2 separate regions of the Capra hircus genome follow, and region 1 is linked to region 2. Evidence: chromatin contacts called from public Hi-C data. All regions are on one chromosome and are shown on one strand. The core of a region is the stretch at or near the end of the contact, and the rest is flanking DNA. Distances in the headings are between cores, read along the strand shown.

What was found. A called contact is a pair of places that touch in the nucleus more often than the background predicts.
Region 1: a contact with region 2 is called in a Hi-C map of liver, with 2.3 times the contacts expected there. The contact joins the enhancer-like site here to the promoter of SMPDL3B in region 2. A contact is called at or near these places in 2 of 5 Hi-C or Micro-C datasets (blood and liver).

Annotation. Positions count from the first base shown.
Region 1 is chr2:10,579,630-10,584,406 of ARS1.2, forward strand. It overlaps EYA3 (eyes absent homolog 3), which reads right to left. Exons shown (of 18, transcript XM_005676781.3): 18 at 1-3,473. The coding sequence ends at 3,393. Among named protein-coding and RNA genes, the nearest start is that of XKR8, 13 kb to the left of the region's middle. Within about 2 kb of position 1,967, at least 5 of the 5 cell types and tissues checked have an H3K27ac peak or open chromatin away from gene starts, as enhancers often do.
Region 2 is chr2:10,534,776-10,539,395 of ARS1.2, forward strand. It overlaps SMPDL3B (acid sphingomyelinase-like phosphodiesterase 3b), which reads left to right and starts at 2,646. Exons shown (of 8, transcript XM_018056857.1): 1 at 2,646-3,177. The coding sequence starts at 3,117.

The DNA of each region.
Region 1 (4,777 bases), core at 717-3,216, 44 kb after region 2:
AGGAACTAGCCAAGTAACCTTGTGTGCTAGAGCTCTCTGACTCGGGAGAGGAAGGGACAGGGCCTGCTGATCAGAGGTGGGCCAGAATTAGATGTTGTCTCATGGTTATCTTAAGATATTTCAAAATCTAAGAATTTCAATTTGGCTTCTATAGCTTGAGTATTTGGGGAGTTTCAACTTTTGAATGAAAAGGGAAACTGATTTAGTGAGAAACAGAAGCTTGGCTTAAGAGGGGTCCTAATGCCCCCTTCTGCAGGAGCAAGGAGAGGAAGGCCGGAAGCTCACCACCCCATGGTTTCAGCCATCACTCCCCCAGGGAGAGGGAGTGTGCGGCTCCACCCCTTAACCCCTCTCCCCCTTGGTTCAGTGGCACTGACACCCATTCAAGGCAGTGAACATTGAGAAGCTCCATATGCTGCAGCTGGAGTTGGCCCATCAGATTCTGCCTGGATCTTTAACGCGAACAAGTTTGTGTAAACTGCGAACAAGCTGTGGCACAAAGTCTCCTGGGACTCTAGGTTTGCTCCCCCCAGTTGCAGAGCAGAAGACAGAAATAACCCAAACCAAATAAAAGCCCCACTAGGCATCTAGATCTGGAGCAGGCATCCACTCTCCCGGCCACCACCTGGTGCCCCAGGGGCACCGAACAGGGTGATGCTAAGGCACAGTCAGTTTTACATTCGAAAGGAAAACCACCTCTTAGACCCAGGACACGGCTGACAATTCCAGATCCCTTACTAGAGATGGCCCAGCACTCACCATGAAACGTGCAGACCCATCTTATAGAACCCACGGTGCCCAGCTGGGAAAGGGACTCATCGGGTGGGGACTCTTTCTAGTAGAGGGCTTCCCCCTAAATGAGAAGGACCCATAGTGTCCTTTAGACCTCAGCCTCCAAGAGCTTGCTGCGCTGCCCACTTGCTTTCCTCTCTGGATCTCTGTGCTGTGGAGGAAACCAGGTTTACTGAAGAGCACTGGGTTCCCTGGATGATTCATTTTGGCAGAGAGGAGCCAGGAAGCTCCCATTTTCTGTCTGCCCTCTGAACAACCAGAAAAGAGCAAAGACGGCACTGCCCAGGGAGCGTCCTCACCTCTCTTAGCCAGTTTCAAGTTCCTTTTGTAAAGACCTAAGCTGTGCAGTCAGAGCAGGAGGGAAAAGGCCATCGAAAAAGGAGTCCCAAGTCATACTCTAGGAACAAAGAGCTCCCAGCAGGCAAGCAGAGGAAAGTGTGAGTGTGTGTGCGTGTGTACTTGTGTGCATGATGCGCGGACTGCTCTGCAGTCTCACCAGCCTGAAGCACAGCACCAACCGGGTGGCCTATGTGCAGGGCAAGAAACCAACAGCTCTACTGGCAGGATGGGGTGGGCGTGGAGGGGCCTGGAAGTAAGGATCCGCCATGCGCCCTAGAGCACGCTAAGATCAATTATCAAGCAAGACAGAGCAGCAGCTGGGCAGCTATGCTGAACTCGGACCAAGCAGGTCTGCCTCAGACTATATATCCTCCCCCGTCCAAAGGAAACAGGCCTAAGAGGCAGCTTGGTGATGAGCACTGATTTGAGCTCCTCTCCAAACACCTCTTCCCTACGACTGAGTTACGAAGCACTTTCTCAATCCGTTCTGAAGGAATGTGTACACCAGCCTTTCTCTGGGTGATCTGGCATTAGAGGGAATCTGGCCCCTTTTGTGCTGGGAGCATCCCCAAGTGGATACGCTGAACCTCTGAGTGTAAGCAGTGATGGCTGTGGTTGGTCAAGGATGCCACCTGCTAAGGACCCAGACTGCACCTCTCTGAGGTACTTATAATCACCTCTCTCCATGCAGCCTGGGAGAGGCTAAACTTCCTGAGCTCTAAGGAAGTTTATGTGGCCTGAGCACGTGCCCAGGCTGCTCATGGAGGGTGGGGCATCCACAAATACAGCTGGACTGAAGGTTGTGACTCATGTCTGGGCACCCACCCAACTTCCCAGAGGTCAGGCTGGGAGATGTTCCTGCATTTGGCCCATGGTTGAGTTTTCAGGCATGGCATAGGCGATCTACAACCTCATTTAAATCAGGTGAGTTTTTCTGGCTTTCAAGTTTCCCATTTTAGAAAGGGACTTGAGAAGTGGGAAGCGGATCCTATTGGAAAACTGGGCTTATGATCACAGCCATTTGGTCTTCAGTTTCAGGCCGAGATCTGGGTACATGCCCAGGACACCACTCACAGGGCTTAAAGGATTCAGAGCATGAAGTCAAATCCCTTAGTAGTTTTGGCCAAAATGCGGTTATGGGCCTTTTCTCAGACTTGATTTGACTACTTGGGTCCAAAGCCTGGGGACTGGCCAGAGCTGTGTGTGGGGGTGGATATGAGGTGCAGAGGGTGGACTAGCCTGGCACTGATGACTAAGAAGGGGGAGGCCCGGTGGGGATGGCCTCTGCTGGGGAAGGGTGCTTCTCTGCAGGAGGAAAAGTTGGAATCTTCCTGTTTCAAGGGCCAAAGAAGTAGAAATTCCTAAGAAGCCTTAGGTCTTCTCTCCAGTTTGAGGGTAAGCCCTCGTTAGCTTTGACGAAGAGTCAAGCTGAAGGCTGAGAATTTACTAAGAAGAGTTTCTAGGGTTGTGCCATTTGGTCAAAAAGGGAGAGGGATTGGGAAGGGGACTAAGGCTTCTAGGATGGGAAACAGCAAAGTCTAAAATTAATCAGTGTCCCAGGCCCTACAGTTTAGCCAACCAGGAGGTGGAAGAGTGGGAAGGAGCCCAGCCTCGCGAGCAGACCACTGGAGCAGCTAAGGAGGTGCTACTGTCACAGAGAGGTATCTCAGACATTTCAGTTACGATTTTCCAAGGAAACTTTACACAACCCTTTCTTGCTAGAAAAAGAAAGGGGGAGGGGAATCTGCTTCAGAGAGACCAGACCCTTACCTATAAAAATAACATATACATTCACTGGGAGTATGTTCTACAGCTAAGGAGATTACAAAGACTGCAAGAGATGTTATTATAAACGTCTGCTGCGTTTATCCAATCACCACAAGTTAACAGCAGTTCTCAATCTGGTCATGGATGCAGAGTGCAACTCTGCCCCAAGGATTTCCTTTTCTTTTTCTTCATTTTTCTGAAACAAAATAAAACAAACAAACAAACAAAAAACCAGAAGAATTAAAAGCACTGTAGCTGCGGTGAGTCTATTGTTCTCTCAATCCAACTATCTCCCGCTCCTGTGCGAGGATGAACACGGGGCTGCAGCTCACGCATAGCAAAAATCAGCTTCATCTCTTGCAGCTGTTGGTTTTGATTGTGTTCTCGCCAGCATTCCATGGAGAAAGAGAGAGAGAATTCCCAGTTGGTTCCGGTCTCCGGCTCCCTTCAAGGAGTGAAAAGGAGCTCATGGGGAAGGCTCTTCATTCCAGTTTTTAGAGAAAATCAAGCTCCAAAGCCTGGTGGAGGGACACCAGGTCTCCGTGGTTTGTGATCCGCCAGAAGGGCATGTTGTGCTGGAAGGGGAGCAGGGGTAACTGGTTAACTCAACTTCTTCTGGGAGCTCATATTCATCCATACCCCTTCCTCCACAGACCTCTCCCCAAAGTACTTGGAACCCTCTCTACTGCTACCCACACTGTAAGATCATTATACTGATCAAATATGTATAAGGACTTTGTGCTTCCCCTGTGGCACAGTGGTCAGGAATCCACCTGCCAATGTAGGAGACGTGGGTTTGATCCCAGTGTTGGGAAGATACTCTGGAGTAAGAAATGGCAACCCACTCCAATATCCTTACTTGGAAAATTCCATGGACAGAGGAGTCTGGTGGGCTGCATGCAGTCCGTGGCTTGCAAAGAGTTGGACATGAGTGAGCGACTGCACATGCACGTAAGGACTTCGTATACACTTAACATACGTGAGCGATTTTAATTAGGTTTCAGCGGTAACTCTGTGCTTTGAGATATACTTGTTCTAGATACTATGTAGGATACTCAGATCAACTAAGATGACCCATGTAAGAAATCAGTATTAATATAATATTATTTTGTAATATTACATTTTCACATAGATCCTGGAATGTGAAGTCAAGTGGGCCTTAGGAAGGAAGCATCACTATGAACAAAGCTAGTGGAGATGATGGAATTCCAGTTGAGCTGTTTCAAATCCTAAAAGATGATGCTGTGAAAGTGCTGCACTCAATATGCCAGCAAATTTGGAAAACTCAGCAGTGGCCACAGGACTGGAAAAGGTCAGTTTTCATTCCAATCCCAAAGAAAGGCAATGCCAAAGAATGCTCAAACTACCACACAATTGCACTCATCTCACACGCTAGTAAATTAATGCTCAAAATTCTCCAAGCCAGGCTTCCGTAATATGTGAACCATGAACTTCCAGATGTTCAAGCTGGTTTTAGAAAAGGCAGAAGAACCAGAGATCAAATTGTCAACATCTGCTGGATCATTGAGAAAGCAAGAGAGTTCCAGAAAAAAACATCTATTTCTGCTTTATTGACTATGCCAAAGCCTCTGACTGTGTGGATCACAATAAACTGTGGAGAATTCTGAAAGAGATGGGAATCCCAGACCACCTGACCTGCCTGTTGAGAAACCTGTATGCATGTCAGGAAGCAACGGTTAGAACAGGACATGGAACAAATAGACTGGTTCCAAATAGGAAAAGGAGTACATCAAGGCTATATATTGTCACCCTGCTTATTTAACTTATATGTAGAGTATATCATGAGAAACACTGGGCTGGAAGAAGCACAAGCTGGAATCAAGATTGCTAGGAGAAATATCAATAACCTCAGATATGC
Region 2 (4,620 bases), core at 1,396-3,895:
CTTAATCACTGTGCCATATACCTAAAACTAACACACCATGGTAAACCAACAATACTTCATTTAAAAGAAGGAAAACATTGAAGATCTAAATACATAAAGAAATAGATTGTACTCATGGGCGGAAAAATTCAATATCATAAAAATATCAAGTTGAGAAGAATTGGCCCATAGGTTTTATGCAGTTCTAATAAATATTCTCAATAAGGTTAAAAAAAAAAGAACCCACCTGCCAATGCAGGAGACACAAGGGATACAGGTTTCATCCCTGGGTTGGGAAGATCCTCTGGAGGAGGAAATGGCAACCCACTCTAATATTCTTGCTGGGATAAGCCCATGGACAGAGGAGCCCGGTGTGGCACAGTCCACGGGGTCTCAGAGTCAGGCGTGCATGTGTGCTAAGTCGCTTCCGTTGTCTCTCACTCTGTGACCCTTTGGGCTGCAGCACACCAGGTCCTCTGTCTATGGGATTAGCCCAGCAAGAATACTGCAGTGGGTTGCAGTGCCCTCTTCCAGGGGATCTTCCCAGCTCAGGGATCAAACCCACATCTGTTACATCTCCTGCATTGGCAGGCGAGTTCTTTACCACTAGAGCCACCTGGGAAGCCCAAAGAGTCAGACTGACTGGACAACTGAGCACGCAGACATGCCTGCACATTAAGATTAGGCTGGTGGGACAGCCGTACAACTATGCGCCTTTGCTCTGCAATGCAACAGATAGGACACAAGACCACATGAGATGTCATCTTGCCAAAGAATTCGAAGCTAAATGTCATCAAAACTTTAGATCTAACTACCAGTTTGTAGGCAATATGGAGAACAGAAGAACAGCTTAAATGACACCGCCAAGAGGCAATCAGGCAAACACTCCAGAATGTGGGAAATTTCACAAGACAGATGACCTAGTCTCCTAACAAGGAAAAAGAGAAAAGCGGGGAGGGGGAAAAGTCTAAAATTGAGAGAGACTTAAAGAGACAGATCAACTGCATGCAACATGTGGGCCTGATTTGGATCTTGATTTGAGCAAATCAATTGTATTTGGTTAGCCAAAAAGTTTGTTCCAGTTTTTCCATAAGTTAAAAAAATTTTAATTAAATTAAGAAAAAATTCTATGAGAAAATCAGGAAAGTTTAAACACTGACCAAGCATCTCCCTGGTTGGTACAGTTACTAGGATTTGCTACTGAGATAGGCTGGGACCTGGGACCCTCTACTGGAGTGCTTGCACTTTCACCTGGGTAAATGCCTCCTTGAGTAACAGAATACAAAGAAACTATAAGCGACTAAAAATAACTGCAAGTATGAGCAGTTGGGCCAATTATGAAAAATAAGATACAAAAAGGCCACAAACTTCTGAGGTGCTGGGAGCAAAAGATGGGTACTGTGTACAACCCCACCAAGGGGTGGGGAGACCGTCTAAGCTACCCCTCCAGTCCAACCATCTGCTCCTATCCTCATCCCACTTAAAGAACCAGTCCACCCTCCTGGTGAGCCAGGGCGCCGGTGTCTTGTTTTCATTCTGTCGTGATGCAGCACAAGTCCCAGTAAAGCCTTGTTTAATCTTTCGTCTGGTCCCCTATCAATTTCTATTAAATTAAAAGACACCTGCTCCTTGGAGGAAAAGCTATGACAGACCTAGACAGCGTGTTAAAAAGCAGAGACATCACTTTACCGACAAAGGTCCATGTAGTCAAAGCTATAGTATTCCCAGTAGTCATGTACGGATGTGAGAGTTGAACCATAAAGAAGGCTGAGTGCCGAAGAATTGATTCTTTCAAATTGTGGTGCTGAAGAAGACTCTCGAGAGTCCCTTGGACGGCAAGATCCAACCAGTCCATCCTAAAGGAAATCAACCCTGAATATTCATTGGGAGGACTGCTGGTAAAGCTGAGCAAACTCAGAGAGATAGTGAGGGACAGGGAAGCCTGGCATGCTTTTACTCCACGGAGTCACAGAGTCAGACATGGCTTAGTGACTGAACAACAAACAGCAAGGAAGGAAGGCGGGAGCGGGGATCAGGAAGGAGCGAGCGGGGATCAGGATGGAGCGAGCGGGAATCAGGAAGGAGGGGACACATGTATACCTATGGCCGATTCATACTAATGAGCGGCAAAACCCATCACCATGTTGTAAAACAATTACCCTCGGATTAAAATAAATTAATTTAAAAAAAGAAAAATGAGTCCAAGGAGGAGGGTCAGGAACACTATTAATTGTTTTTAGATCCTCTATGCTGTTCTTAAAAAATTCTAAAAAAAAAAAGTTCTTATCTTTTAGAGATGTATACTACATCGTTTATGGGCAAAATGATATGATCTCTGGAATTTAAAAATAATCCTTTGGGGTTGGGGTGGGGGTAAAGATGAAGTAAGATTGGCTGTGGGTTCATAATTGCTCTTGTGGGAGGATGGATACGGGGGCTCCTTACATGGTTCTCTCTACTTCTGTTTATGTTGGCAAATTTTCACAATCGAAGAGATGAAGCCATGTCACCTCCTCCCAGAGGCCCTCTCAGTTTCCTCAGAGGGTGAGCTCCCTCCTCTGGGCTTGTCAAGCCACCTGTCACGCAGAACTGCAGTCCAGTGGCCTGCTTCTTCCTCTAGAGGGCAGAGTGGTGGCCTTGGGTCGCTCTTATCTCCCCAGGACAGGGTTTCCGCGTGAATGAACAGATGACTCTTGGTCTGGGTTCATTTGTGGTCAAGCAGCTCAGTCTCCAACAAGCACTCAAGTTCCTTTGATGGCAAAGGCCGGACAGTTTCTACAGTCTGTTCTCCTGGGGTGGGGCAGCATGAAAACTCCGAAAGTGGATATTTGCTGGTTGGTGACTGCAGCTGAGTGAGTTTCCAGTTGCTGACTGGACTGACCGACACGCTCTGAGGAACTGGCAGGACTGGTGCTGCTTCTTGCGTGAGAGTCCAAAGGCCTGGCAAGTGCAGCTCCTGGGGCAACCCTGCTCACACCCCCCTGGGCAAAGGAAGAAAAGCCAGAGGAGCCAGAAGCCCTGAGTGTCTGGAAACAGCTGGTGACTGGACGGGAAGTTCTGCTCTGACACGCGGCCATCAACACCTAGCTAGGAAGTCTGTGGCTGGAACAAAAGCTCCCATCAGACAAAACCCCAGGATGAGGCTGCCTGAGGTGCTGATTTTCCTGGCCTCCTGGGGAGTCGCCAGAGCTGCACCAGGTAGGTAAGCTGAAAATGTTGCTAAGAATAGCAAGACAGGGAGCTCAGCTGGGGAGGCTGGGGGAGAGAGTTAGTGGGTGGAGGGTGTGCTGTTTGAGCCTAAGATTGTTAGGTGGAGGTGATGGCTGGCCACGGAAGGAACATGGACATCGTTCAGGGCTGTCGGTGTTTAAGAGCCAGCCAGCTGGTAGAGGTAGAAGGTAGCAGGCACATTCGTGAATTCATTCAACAAATATTGGTTGAGTAGCTCTCAAATCTAGTATTTTATTGGAACTCTGTGGAGGCATTTTACTAACCTCATTCCTTTTTGGATCTGGAACACATTCTAGAATTTCCTAACGGAGTTCACTGTTGTTTAGAAATCTGCAACTGGAGAAGGGAATGGCAACCCATTCCAATATTCTTGCCTGGAGAATCCCATGGACAGAGGAGCTTGGTGGCTATAGACCATGGGGTCGCAGAGTCAGACACGACTTTGAGAATAAACCACAACCCCAGGGACCTGCAAGGGTTTCTTTTCTGCAAATGCCACCAGCAGATTTTCATTTTGTCAACAGTGTGCATGCACACACTACATGGATCCGCATCATTTATGGTATAAATTGTATCCTTGCTAGATTTCTCCCATCTCTCACTTAAAAGGACATTAGATTAGCAAATGATACAAAAGCTTTGTTGTTTTGTTTAAGACAAAGGCGAGCTTTCCTAAGCTTGAACTTATAGTTCTTCAAAACAAAAACAAGACACAAGAGCTAAAATGTCCTGGACAAGAAGAAATTATTTTGAACCGAAAAATGAATCATGCAGTATTCTTGGAACCAGGGATGTGGCAGAAAAGAAACAAAATTCCAGTGCTGGTGAAGCCTCCCTTCACCTCAGGAGAAACAGACTAAAAGACACATGGACAAAGAAATACATATTCCAGGAAATAACAAGGGTAAGGAGAATAACAAAGCAGAATAAAGGAGTAGGGAGGATGGGGGAGAAAGATTACTTAAGGGGTAGCGGAGAAGAACTGTCAAAAAAAGTGACATTTGACTAGAGACCTAAGGCAGCATGGGCGAGAGCTATGTGGATGTCCAGAAGAACATTCCAGCAGCAGAGGACAAAAAGTTCACAGGCCCTGAGCTGGATGCACAGGACATATGTGTGAGCAAAAGCACGAGGCCAGCGTGGCTGGAGCTCAGAGAATGGGGGGATGGCGGGGTAGAGGGATATGGATGTTGGGAGATGATAGGGGTGGGGCCAGGGGCTGGTGCCAGCTCATGTGTACACTTGTAGACAATTTTAAGAACACCAAGTGAGGGAATTCATGGGCTGTTTGGTGGTTAGAACTCCATGCTTTCACTGCCAGGGTTCAATCCCTGGTCAGGGAACTAGGATCCCACAAGCTGGGAGGTGCAGCCAAAAAAAAAAAAAAAAAAGTATATAAAAACATGCAAA